Regions from separate parts of the Mus musculus genome. Here all the other regions are linked to region 1. The links are chromatin contacts, called in public promoter capture Hi-C maps. All regions are on one chromosome and are shown on one strand. Each heading gives the region's core, a stretch centred on a gene start, on an enhancer-like site or on the middle of the called end of the contact. The rest is flanking DNA. Distances are from core to core; before and after follow the strand shown.

Region 1 (2,818 bases), core at 239-2,738:
CTGTAAGCCAGTCCCAATTAAAATGTTGTCCTTTACAAGAGTTGCCTTGGTCATGGTGTCTCTTCATAGCAATGGAACCCTAAGACAAATAGCCAGCACACTTGCCCACTGAGCCCAAAATCTGACCTCATGTGACATGTGACAGTCAAAACACAGGAAGACTTAAAATACATCATTGCAGGTGTGATGGCACTTGTCTATAATCCCAGCACTCAGAAGATGGATGCAAACTGGTCAAGCATTCAAGGCCACTCTTGGCTACACAGCAATTCTGAAGCTTATGATGCCTGAGATTCTGTTGCAGTAAGTTAATAAATATCACACACACACACACACACACACACACACACACACACACACACACACTTAGCTTCAGTCTGTGTTTAAAAAATATATATGAAAACAATTTTCTGTTTAGAGGTTGGTATGATCACCAAGATATCCAACCATGTGTATTCAAATATTCCAAAATATAAAATACAACCCCTAAGGTTTTCAGATAAGAGATACACAACCTGTAATAAGTAGATACAAACCCTAATACATACTGATAAGCACAGCAGCAATTGTAAGATCATACAGGGAACCCTCGTTTCCTGATTGCATTTGCACCCGTGTCTCAACAAGTGTTGAGACACTAGCTGTCTTTCATAAGCTCCATGAAACAATTTAAAATTGTTGTACTGTGTTTAATTAGAAAGTCAATTATGTTGATTCATCAGAAGAAATCTCTCCCAAGTCCTCACTAAGTACAGGAGGGTAAAAAACACCAAGTCACTGACTAAAGATGATGGTGTCTCTAGAAATAATAAAAGTGAACTTGTCTTCGTTTTTGTGGGCTCAGCTTAAAAACTCGATGCCCAAGTGTCTGTGAGTTGGAGAGCAAGTTTACGTAAGCTTGGGGAAAGGAAAGCCCATTCTCAATCGTGGAATTGTCTAAGCGGAATGGAATCCTCTCGTATTTATAAACTAGAAAGTACCTGGTCGAGTGAAATCGCTCAAAAGCCCAGAGATGCTTCCAAGAGCCTTGCAACTGGTTGATGGATGCAGACTGGAATCAGGATCTTCTGGAAAGGGTGTCTCCAGCGTTGGACAGGGGTGATTCATGCAAAATCCATACAGCCATTCAAACAAGACCTGCTGTGGTAGGACCACACTTCCTGCTCAGAGGTACCATTCAGCTAAAGAATGTCCTTGATTATTTATTCACCAACTCAAGAGAGCACAACCCTCCGTGGATCTCCATGCCTTCAGGGAAGACATTCCTGCACACAGAGCAGAGCCACAGCACTGCGATGCCCCTTTGGGTAGGAACCAAACTGGGCTGGGAGAAAGTGGCCACCTCACTTACCTCTATTCACGCCCCTGGTGAAAAGGTCTTTGCTGAGCACAAAGATTTGGCCCAGCCCGCAATTGAAATGATGGCAGCATTGCTCGTACCCACGCCCAGCATTTAGTGTCTCAACTTTGCTGTGCTTTAGAATCATCTGCTTAGCTCCTCAAACCTCCGGAGGACTGGGCTCCACCCAGACCTGTTTATCAGAGTCTCCTGGGCAGGGAGAAGTATGAGTATTTTCTCAAGTTTCCCAAGTGGCCCTGCTGTGTGCTGTCATTGAACCCCACTGTTATAGCTGGGGAGGTTCTTCTCTAATGCAAAGAGGTCCTGAGAGACCAGTCATTTAGAAATAGTCCCAACTTCTCTTCAGACCTAATAGACTAGCAGAGGTCTGCCCTTCCTCTTCCCAGCTACCCTGGTAATAGAGTATGAAAGTAATCTATTTCACTTACCATCCATTGCTTACCTACCCTCTGCCATAGCCCAAGAAATGAGGAAGGCAGATTCTTTCAGGGAACAGCAATGTTGACAGAAAAGTCATAACGAATTTTTCTGCCCTAGCAAGAAATAATCCTGCCAGTGTGTCCATTCATTGCAATGGGCCAGATTTCGTACTGAGGCTTTGTGTGTTAACTTGTTTGAGTCTGTACCCACCCCATGAGATAGGTCACATTACTATCAAGCCCATCTGACAGGCAAGACTCCGGGGTAACAGAAACGTTGGGCCCTTTGGCTAAGATCTTTTAGCATTTGGTAGCAGGCAACAAGCTGAAAGCCAACAGAAGCCTGGATCGACCACCCTCACCTTGGTTACATTGGATGGATGCATTGAAGTATCATGAAGCCACAGCCAGGGGTGGTGTCTAATGCCTGAGTTCAAGGCCAACATGGACTGAATACTGTGTTCCAGGATAGCCTTGGGACAGAGAGAACTTGTCTCAACAACAACAACAACAACAAAGAATGTGATCTGAGTTCAGGAGTGGGGTGGATGGACCTGGCAGTAAAGTGCTTGCCTTAGAGGTGGAAGGACCTGAATTTGATCATCACGATCTACATTTAAAATGTTTTTAATTAAAAAAAAAAAAAAAACCCTGATGGTGGTTGGTACTATTTCTAAATGGCTGGTCTCTCAGGAACTCTTCCTTTGATTTAGAGAAGACCTTCCTCTATCTCTAGCAGTGGTGGTACATAATCCACCACGCTTGCAATCCACATGCTGGGAAAGTGGACACAGGTGACTCTCTGGGGAGCAATGGTCAGCTCAGATCAACCCACTCGGCAAGCTCCAGGTAAATAGTGCCTAAGGTTGTACCGTGACCTCCACGAGCATACACACACTTCTCGTGTGCACTTGCACACACAGATACACTTGCATGCATGCCCACACACACACACACACACACACACACACACACACACACACACACCACACACCACACACCAGAGAGAAAAGAAAATGAAAGAGTCACACAGATACGA
Region 2 (2,700 bases), core at 23-2,522, 130 kb before region 1:
ACCTCTGCTTCCTGATCTTGGTACACAACACTGGGGCTGCAAGAAAGATGACGTCTGATAGGTAAGGACAGCTCCAACACAGACAAGGAAACAAAGGGACCAAAGAGAAAATTGCGAAGGGTAAGCTATCAGGGCTCCTGATGTGACAGAGACAGCAAAACCGTCAGCCAGAGTGTGTGCGGGCCACGGGTTGTGGAAAGGAACACTAATTGAATGGTTTTTAGAATCAATGTCTGTGTCCAGAAGGCATGGTTCCTGCTTCACAAAGGTAGGTGTCCTTCACATGCTGTAGTGACACTATGCAGTCTGGCTCCAAAGAACAATGCCTAACCAGCAGTATTTTCTCCACACTCAGGGATGACCTTGGCTTTCTTTCAGCTACTGTTTGCTAAACCTGGCATGATATTTACTTTTGCCTCTTTTATTTCTTAGTTTGGCAAACACCGTGGTTTGAAAAGAATCCCTACCACTGACACTACCACCACCTACCACCAGTACCACCACCACCACCACCACCATCACTACCACCACCACCACCACCACCACCATCACCACCACCACCACCACCACCACCATCACCACCACCACCACCACCACCACCACCACCACCACCACCACCACCACCACCACCACCATCACCACCACCACCACCACCACCACCACACTACCAAGACCACCATTACCACCACCACCATTCACACCATTACTGCCACAAACTACCACCACACCACCAGAGATTGTCAATGTCATTTGATATTGAAGTTAGTATTACTGTCCCCTAGTAGTTTTCTCTGTGCCCTTCCACCTCCTCCTCACTTTTCTGGGGGATTTCTACTCTTTCTTCCACCCATGCTAAGCACATCTGGGCAATGAATGGACTTGATGAGCAGCTGGGGTGTCTCCAAGGTCACCAGGTACGCGCAGGGTAACTGACATCTGTTACTAATAAATCTGATGGTACAGAGCTTCCAAGATTTCCAATTAGACCAATTAGACAAATTCTGCAGCTAACAGTAAGAAAAACAAAAGCATAATAAAACCATGCCTCAGAAAAGAGACATGTTGGTATGTGTATAAAGGAGAAGAGAAACTAGCTGGCGTTTAAATGGTAAGGTGAATTAGCCAACTCTTCCTTCACCTTCCTCCAAAGTCTTTGATGTCTCACCATAACATGATTGCTAATTCTTAAACTGTGAGCTGGCCCTGTCCTTGAACAACTAGCGAGTGTCTGTCACTATTCGGTTTCCCTCGTTCTCCAGGAAGTGTGGTTACACTGCAGAGCAGATTAGCTAACTTAGAATGCAACTCAGAACTGTTTCCTCTAGCAGAAACAGGTTGGTCTAGATTAGTTGTGTAAAAAGTCATCGCCATCTGGAGACCATTCAACCAATATTCTTCCCATCATTCCCAGCTTGTCAAAATCAGGGTCTCGTCATGCAGGTTGCTTTGAATTTTGTTGTTAGAGCCCTGGGTATTTCATATGTGGTGCTGTGGGTACAATAAGCCCATGTTTTATCTATCTAATCAGTCTGTCTATCTGTCTGTCTATCTATCTATCTATCTATCTATCTATCTATCTATCTATCTATTTTTCTATCATCTGTCATCTATTTACCTATCTAGCTATCACCTAGCTATCTATCTACCTACATACTTATCTGTTTTTAAATCATAGATTTTTAAAGACTTGGTCTCACCACGTAGTCCAGGTTGGCCAGAAATTCACCATGTAGTCTAGGTTGGACAGAAACTGGCCATCTAGTCCAGGCTGATGGCTTGGTTCTCCCTATAATTGGTTTTATCAATGTGTGCTGCTATGTCCAGCTACAGACACCACGTTTAATGTCACCCTAAACTGCTGATGAGCTGCCTCACACACAGATTGCTACCTGGAAGATCTCAACTTGTTACAAGAAACTATCCAGTAGTAGTAGAGAAAGCCCCAGGGTGCAGAGAGTCTCAAGAGTGGCTCCATGGACTGGCCCGTGTACACTTAGTGACAAAATAAATGATAATATAACTCACAGTTACTGACGGAGGTTTTCTTTCTCAATTACAGAAATAAGGAATCCCTGACCAATGCCCCCACCATCACAGACCCATTTTAGAGCTAGGTAGATACACTGACTTAAGGTCTTCCACTCATACTAGATCTAGAATAGTTTTGCTAGCATCTATGATCTTTTTTGTTTGTTTGTTTGTTTTTTCTGGATAGCTCAAATTAGTTTAGCACAAAAGATTAAAGTGAAGCCTTTATTTTCCATAATTATGGGAAGAGTCTTCTCTAGCATGTTTCCCCATGTTTCTTTGCAACAACATATTTCAGGGGCTTAATACTTACTGGACGAATAGTTGAAGCTAAAGTCTTGCTTAAGGACTCATCGTTGAACTGTTCTGTCTGCCTGTGGGGTTCGACTTCCAGTTCCCCAGTCCTGTTTGTTGTGTCCTCAAGTGGTGGTGACTGAACAAACCCCCAAGCTATATCTCTAATGCCATTTACTTTTTATTTGCGGGCTTATTTACTTATTGTTTTATCAATAAAAATTATTTTTATGTATTACTAAATCACCTAGGCTGGCCTTGGCTTCACACCATAGCCCGGGCATTCCTTGATCATGTAGTCTTCCAGGTTCAGTTTCCCGAGTAGCTGGTATCCCAGGCATGCACCATCAGCTGCATAATTGAGAATGGATGGCCTTT
Region 3 (2,700 bases), core at 48-2,547, 200 kb before region 1:
TGCTGCTGAGATGCTTACAGAGCTTGCTTGTCCCCAGGCTGTGCTGAGGGGCTGAGGGAGCACCCTTTGTTATTGCTCCAGTCATTGCTCACTCTTCCATATGGAGGCTCTGTATGTCACCTCTCCGCCTTTTGCTTTTGTCTTTTCCTATTCCTCCTTCATCCCTCCTTCTTCCCATCTCCCTCATTGCCCCAACACACAGCCCTACTCGCTCCTGGTTCAGCTTCATTACCCACTGTGCTTTCCTACCCTTGAGCTGCCTGTTAGAGGCGTGTTTGCAAGAAAGAATAAAATGCAGGGCACAGACAAGAGGCATGGTAATCACTGCCCCCTTACTTGGGCTGAACTAAGTGGGGAGAAAAGCTTGGCACCCAGCCTGCATTTTGTATCTGACTCCTATGTGTGTAACCACATTCACGGTGACGATTACACCACCCCTAAACAGAAGCTGTCATCTCATAGAGACCAAATGTCCCAAGCAGTAAGGATCTCTTTGTATCACCATGCAAACCCAGATTGTGATGGACTGGACTTGACTGACCTCTTGCTTCTTGCCCCAGCTCTTCCTCTGTTCAAACCCAAACCTCAGACTTCCTCTCCCCAGGTGTCTGGTCTGTCAACTCTCCTTTTTCTGCCCTTTGACGCTACTCATTTCTGTACCTGGAATATTGAAACAGTTAAGCCTAGTTTGTCAGGATTTTTAGAGCTGGGTCTTTGCTCTAAAACATCAATAACACTTACCCTTGGATCACTAAAGAAGTGTGAGAGCTTGGGGAGATGACTTTGCCCATAAAGCCCTTGTTATACAAGCATGAAGAACTTAATCCAGATCTCTAAGACTCATACAAAAAATTGGGTGTAGTGACTATAGAAATAATGTGATTGGCCAGTAAGAAATCACTCATTTAGAGGTGAAGGGGAAACTCTAATAGTGCTTGTCTAGCTCTGGCTAATGTTCAAAGAGGAGCTGGCCTCAAATAGGCTTAGGCTTGTACATCTCACAAGTACATACACTGTTGTCCTTAAATCTCTTTTAGGTTCTGGCCTCACGTTATACTTTGAACAATTTAAACAAAGGCTGGAGACTACAAGTCTGGCCAGTGCAGATGGGAGGTTTACACAGTTATTGCTAGCATTATTTCTGAAGTATCTTGCCCATCTGGCAGAATTAGGCTTTTCCCAGGAAAAGAACTGAACGCTTTATGTCAGGCTAGGACTTAACATACTTGTGTTGTGATCCAGTGCTAGCCCTTGAGCTGCCTGTTAGAGGCGTGTTTTTTAGGGATGGGCCTAACAGCTGGCTAGCTCTGATGAGCAGCCATTTTCATCATAATTTTCCTTATCTTTAACAGACCTGGCTAGCAGGTTACTTATCTTTGGGGTATTTGTGGGCAGCACTTCCTTAGCTAAGTTACTTTGTGTAATTTGATGTCTCCTAAGGAAGTGTCTTAGTAAGTCCTTTATTCCTTTATAACTCTCTTCCTATTGTGCCAGGGAGGCTGAGACAGGCCGGTGCCTGGGGGTTGTTGTCTGGCCGGCGTAGCTGGAGTTCCAGGTTCAGTGAGAGACCTTGTCTCCAAAGTGAGGTGGATAATGATTGAGGAAGACATGTCTATGTTTGGCCTCTACAAACACATGCCCATGAATATATGCACACTCATCCATACAGTATGTACAGAGAGAGAGAGAGAGAGAGAGAGAGAGAGAGAGAGAGAGAGAGAGAGACTTTTACCCTCTGTCAGTCTAGAAGTTGGCTGGTATGTGTAGAGAGAATATCTTCTGTATTGTATGGATGCACTACCTGTCAATTAAAAAAAAAACCTATGGCTTATAGGAAAGGATAAAATAGAATGGGGGACCTCTGGGAAGCAGAAAGAATTCTGGGATAGAGCCAGGCTTGGGAGATCCACCTGGGAAGGTGAGATGAAGCAGATGTATGGTACCTGAGCACAGGTAACCAGCCATATGGCAGAACAGAGGTTAAAATAACTGGGTTATTTTAAGTTATGATCTAGTCAGAGAAGACTCTTGCTATATAGCCAAGGTATTTGTAAATATGTTTTGAATCTGAGTCTTATTTCTGGGAGCGTGGGGCTGAGAGGAAGCAGCAGACTGAACTTGTACAGGTAAGAATGGTTTGAGGGGGAAGAAATGGCGTACCACATTTGCACAGACACTTGTATTCCACGCAGGTCACTGAGCCTTGACTAGGGTGATGCTTGGTGAGACATCTAGGTGAGTCAGCAGTAAAGCTGCCTGGGGATGCCCAGACCAGCAGAATGAGCACCAGCTTCAGGAAAGTCCAATGTAGCAAACCCTGAAAGGAGTGGATTGGCCTGAGCCAGGTTGCAAACTAGCAGTTTAGGAGACGGAGCCTGAGTTTCTACTTCCCAGAACTGGGCAAGTCAGTTACTGGAACAACTGCAGGCTTATGTCAAGAGCCTACCTGTCCCCAGCTTGCAAAAGGACAGTTAGCCAAGCTTACAGCCAAGAGGTCAAGAGCTACCCCTCCTTGGCATGAAGCAAGAATACTTAGTCTGAATCGTAGCATCACCCAGATCCTCAGAAATAGAACCCACCAATCAAGATATAGATCACCTACCCCTCCCTAATGTTCCTCTTTTTGGCTTTAAAACTGAATCTGCGAATTCAGTGCCCTTCCATCTCGATGGCATTAGGCCCCTGCATGCAGGAATAAAT
Region 4 (2,722 bases), core at 162-2,661, 150 kb before region 1:
AACCCAGAGAGTCAAGCCCTCTCCTGAAGCATAGGCCTTCTAGGGCTGAGTCTCCCTTCTGTGCCAAGCAGTGGCACTAGGAGTCTCTTACACTGAGTTTTTAGATGTCTGAACTACTTCCATTGTCTCCGAGTTCAGCGTGAAAGTTATTTATATGGTTGTCCCTGACTTCCTAGATACCTTTAGCCAGAGTCAAGAGAAGAAGTTTGGCTAATTATCTGCCTGTGCTTGTATGTAAGCTAGGGATAAGATTTTGGCCAGTCTTTACACATAACATCAGACACGTGACTCTAAATGAGTCCTACATTCAGTCAAAAATCCGGACAATTCTGGTTATGGTGTTGACATCTGCTCTTGAGACTGTTCTTCCACATCTGTAAAGAGAACCTTCCTTAAAGAATGAATAGAGGGAGCCGGCCATGATGGCATAGGCCTTCGATCCCAGCAACAAAGGTAGAGGCAGAGGGATCTCTACCAGTTTGAGGCCACCCTGGTCTAGATATCCCAGCACTCGGGAGGCAGAGGCAGGCGGATTTCTGAGTTCAAGGCCAGCCTGGTCTACAAAGTGAGTTCCAGGACAGCAACAGCTATACAGAGAAACCCTGTCTCAAAAAACCATTTAAAAAAAAAAAAAAAAAGACTCACTTCAGCACACTGTTTGAGGGATAGCCTCCCCCCCAGTGAGGGTGCCCTCGCCATGGATGGCTGTGAGAGCAGGTTGTAGTAATGAAGACTGGAGCTTGAGACAGTGTCTCATGGTATTCAGCTAGCTTTCTCTTTCTTAGTCATCAGTTGAAACACCCTCCCCAATACACCCACAGGCATGTTTCTAGGTGATTGTAAATCCAGTAAAGATGACAGTGATCCTCACCACTGATGGTAAGTATGGTGGGGAAATGGGGTCAGATCCTACCTTATGTTGGCCAGGGATGGATGATCCCAGAGGCAGAGGAGTGGAATGTTCTCTGGAGCCTGGGAAGTCTTCATTCACTCGTCCATATGGCAAACAATTCACGTAGTATGCCCACTTGCCTGGTGTGTACTTGACAATGAAGCTTGTGCTGACGTTATCTCCTCCCTTGGGAAGTTTACGGTCCAAGAGTTTTGTGACAAAGCAACAGCATTCAGAGTTGAGTATTATGGCGGGAGAAATACTGAGGAGTGGGGGCGGGGCCAGGCAGAGTATTCAAGAGTGGCTGGAAAAATTTCAAGGGCTGGAATTTATCACACAAGCCAAATAAATGCCTGAGGGCCTCTGTGTCCCGTGACCCTATTATAGAATTTATAGCTCAAGGACATCTTTGAGATCCCATGGCCGCCATCCTTACATCAGTTTGGGACCAGCTGACACCTGGTCCTCTCCTATTTTTATCCCAGAGGGCAGTGAGGTTCAAACCCACATAATACAGTTGGCAGATTTCATTCCCCAGAGACTAAATGTGGAGAGGTTCAGTGACTTGCCCAAGGGCATTTATTGAGTCAACAGTTGAAATGGGAACAGTTACCAGATGCTGGGGCCAGGTGACTCCCCCTTCCCTCAGTGTCTGCTAAGGGGAATCATCTTGTGAAGTATCAAATGGCTCTAGTCTTCTGATGAGTGTGCAAATCAAAGAGCAAATGAGAAGGGTAGGTGTCAATTTCCCTTGACGTAACCCCTTCCGACTATGCAGCAACCAACATGAGAAGAATGTGACCTAGGTTGTACTAAAACCATTTTTTTGTTTGTTTGGTTTTTGTTTTGTTTTGTTTTTCTAAATTTCTCTCAGACAACTAGTAAACAGGAGGGCTGGCTGAGTGTCAACCTAACGGAGAACAGAGGAAAAGTCAAGTGTGCACTAGCTTAGGGTTCTAGATAGTTGAAATGACTGCCAGCAACTCATGCCTTTTATATTTGAGTGTCCTGTGTCATTAGTCGTGGAGGGGTGTGGGAGACACTTGTTTTCACTGGGTTATTACTGTTAGTGACATGCAGGACGGGCTGGGGATGGAACCCTGGCTTATTATTACTGTTAGTGAAGTGCAGGATGGGCTGGGAATGGAACCCAGGGTCTCAATCCTGTTAGAGGCAAGGACTTGTGGTAACAGAGCCACAGCCCCATTCTGAGAGGTATGGCTTAAGCACAGAGCATTAATATAGTCCACTTGGGACTTTGGTAAGCTGCACATATTGGATGAGTCCTGGCTGCCTGCATTCCTGCTGATATAACAAAAGGTGAAAGTTCCTATTCAAAAGATGTTCTGTGATTCACTTCACCGGGTGGCAAAGACAACATGGCCTGTATGTTGTGAGTCTACCTAGTCCTTGCTATAGTTTGGATTTGGTGTACCTCCATGCGTTGAAGGCATGGTCCCCAGTCAATGCTATTGTGGGGAGAGGTGGGATCTAGTAGAGAAGTCCTAGATCACTGGATGTGTGCCCCAGAAGAGGCACACATCTTCTTGTGGTACCCACTCTTTTCTCTTTTGCTTCTTCTGGCCATGGTATGAGGAGTTTGCTCAAACATGCTTAAAGATAGACTTTGCCTCCGGCAACCTCACCAAAGGCTTGCCAGAAATTGGTCTTCTTGGTTATGGAGTAGAACCTTTAAAACCATGAGCTGGACAACCTTTCCTCTTTGTAAGTTGATTATCTCATGCATTTTGTTGTAGTGACAGAAAGGCGATTTAAATACCCCTCTCACCAACATCCTTAGGAGTGACAAAGGAATAGGCTGTTAAATTT

What was found. Promoter capture Hi-C pulls out the DNA fragments that hold promoters and counts their contacts.
Region 2: a contact with region 1 is called in a promoter capture Hi-C map of embryonic stem cells. The contact joins the enhancer-like site here to the promoter of F930017D23Rik in region 1. A contact is called at or near these places in 10 of 39 promoter capture datasets (the 3T3-L1 cell line, the C10 cell line, cranial neural crest and 6 more), 20 of 484 Hi-C or Micro-C datasets (the AML12 cell line, B cells, the CH12 cell line and 15 more), 22 of 115 datasets of contacts at active chromatin or transcription factors (the 230-238 cell line, the SCID.adh cell line, VIP interneurons and 17 more) and 2 of 9 other capture datasets (adipose tissue and liver).
Region 3: a contact with region 1 is called in a promoter capture Hi-C map of fetal liver, with 2.7 times the contacts expected there. The contact joins the enhancer-like site here to the promoter of F930017D23Rik in region 1. A contact is called at or near these places in 14 of 39 promoter capture datasets (the 3T3-L1 cell line, 3T3-L1-derived adipocytes, the C10 cell line and 9 more), 3 of 484 Hi-C or Micro-C datasets (CD4 T cells, bone marrow-derived macrophages and nephron progenitors), 15 of 115 datasets of contacts at active chromatin or transcription factors (the SCID.adh cell line, bone marrow-derived macrophages, craniofacial prominence and 10 more) and 1 of 9 other capture datasets (pancreatic islet).
Region 4: a promoter capture Hi-C map of neutrophils shows a contact between it and region 1, with 4 times the contacts expected there. The contact joins the promoter of 1700027J07Rik here to the promoter of F930017D23Rik in region 1. A contact is called at or near these places in 13 of 39 promoter capture datasets (3T3-L1-derived adipocytes, the C10 cell line, cranial neural crest and 7 more), 1 of 15 datasets of contacts at CTCF or cohesin (pro-B cells), 48 of 484 Hi-C or Micro-C datasets (the AML12 cell line, B cells, CD4 T cells and 26 more), 31 of 115 datasets of contacts at active chromatin or transcription factors (the 230-238 cell line, CD4 single positive thymocytes, DN3 thymocytes and 20 more) and 3 of 9 other capture datasets (adipose tissue, liver and pancreatic islet).

The regions. Positions count from the first base shown.
Region 1 is chr10:43,592,097-43,594,914 of GRCm38.p6, reverse strand. It overlaps F930017D23Rik (RIKEN cDNA F930017D23 gene), which reads right to left and starts at 1,488. Exons shown (of 3, transcript NR_033558.1): 1 at 1,352-1,488.
Region 2 is chr10:43,726,488-43,729,187 of GRCm38.p6, reverse strand. No RefSeq gene overlaps it. Among named protein-coding and RNA genes, the nearest start is that of Gm40634, 15 kb to the left of the region's middle. Within about 2 kb of position 1,272, at least 20 of the 459 cell types and tissues checked have an H3K27ac peak or open chromatin away from gene starts, as enhancers often do. A contact at or near this core is called in the SCID.adh cell line, double positive thymocytes and neutrophils, where this site is marked.
Region 3 is chr10:43,790,543-43,793,242 of GRCm38.p6, reverse strand. Gm40635 (a long non-coding RNA gene) reads left to right here. Exons shown (of 3, transcript XR_871619.1): 3 at 1-658. Among named protein-coding and RNA genes, the nearest start is that of Gm40635, 9.2 kb to the left of the region's middle. Within about 2 kb of position 1,297, at least 21 of the 459 cell types and tissues checked have an H3K27ac peak or open chromatin away from gene starts, as enhancers often do. A contact at or near this core is called in fetal liver, where this site is marked.
Region 4 is chr10:43,744,847-43,747,568 of GRCm38.p6, reverse strand. It overlaps 1700027J07Rik (RIKEN cDNA 1700027J07 gene), which reads right to left and starts at 1,411. Exons shown (of 4, transcript NR_040581.2): 1 at 914-1,411. RefSeq lists an enhancer at 891-1,431.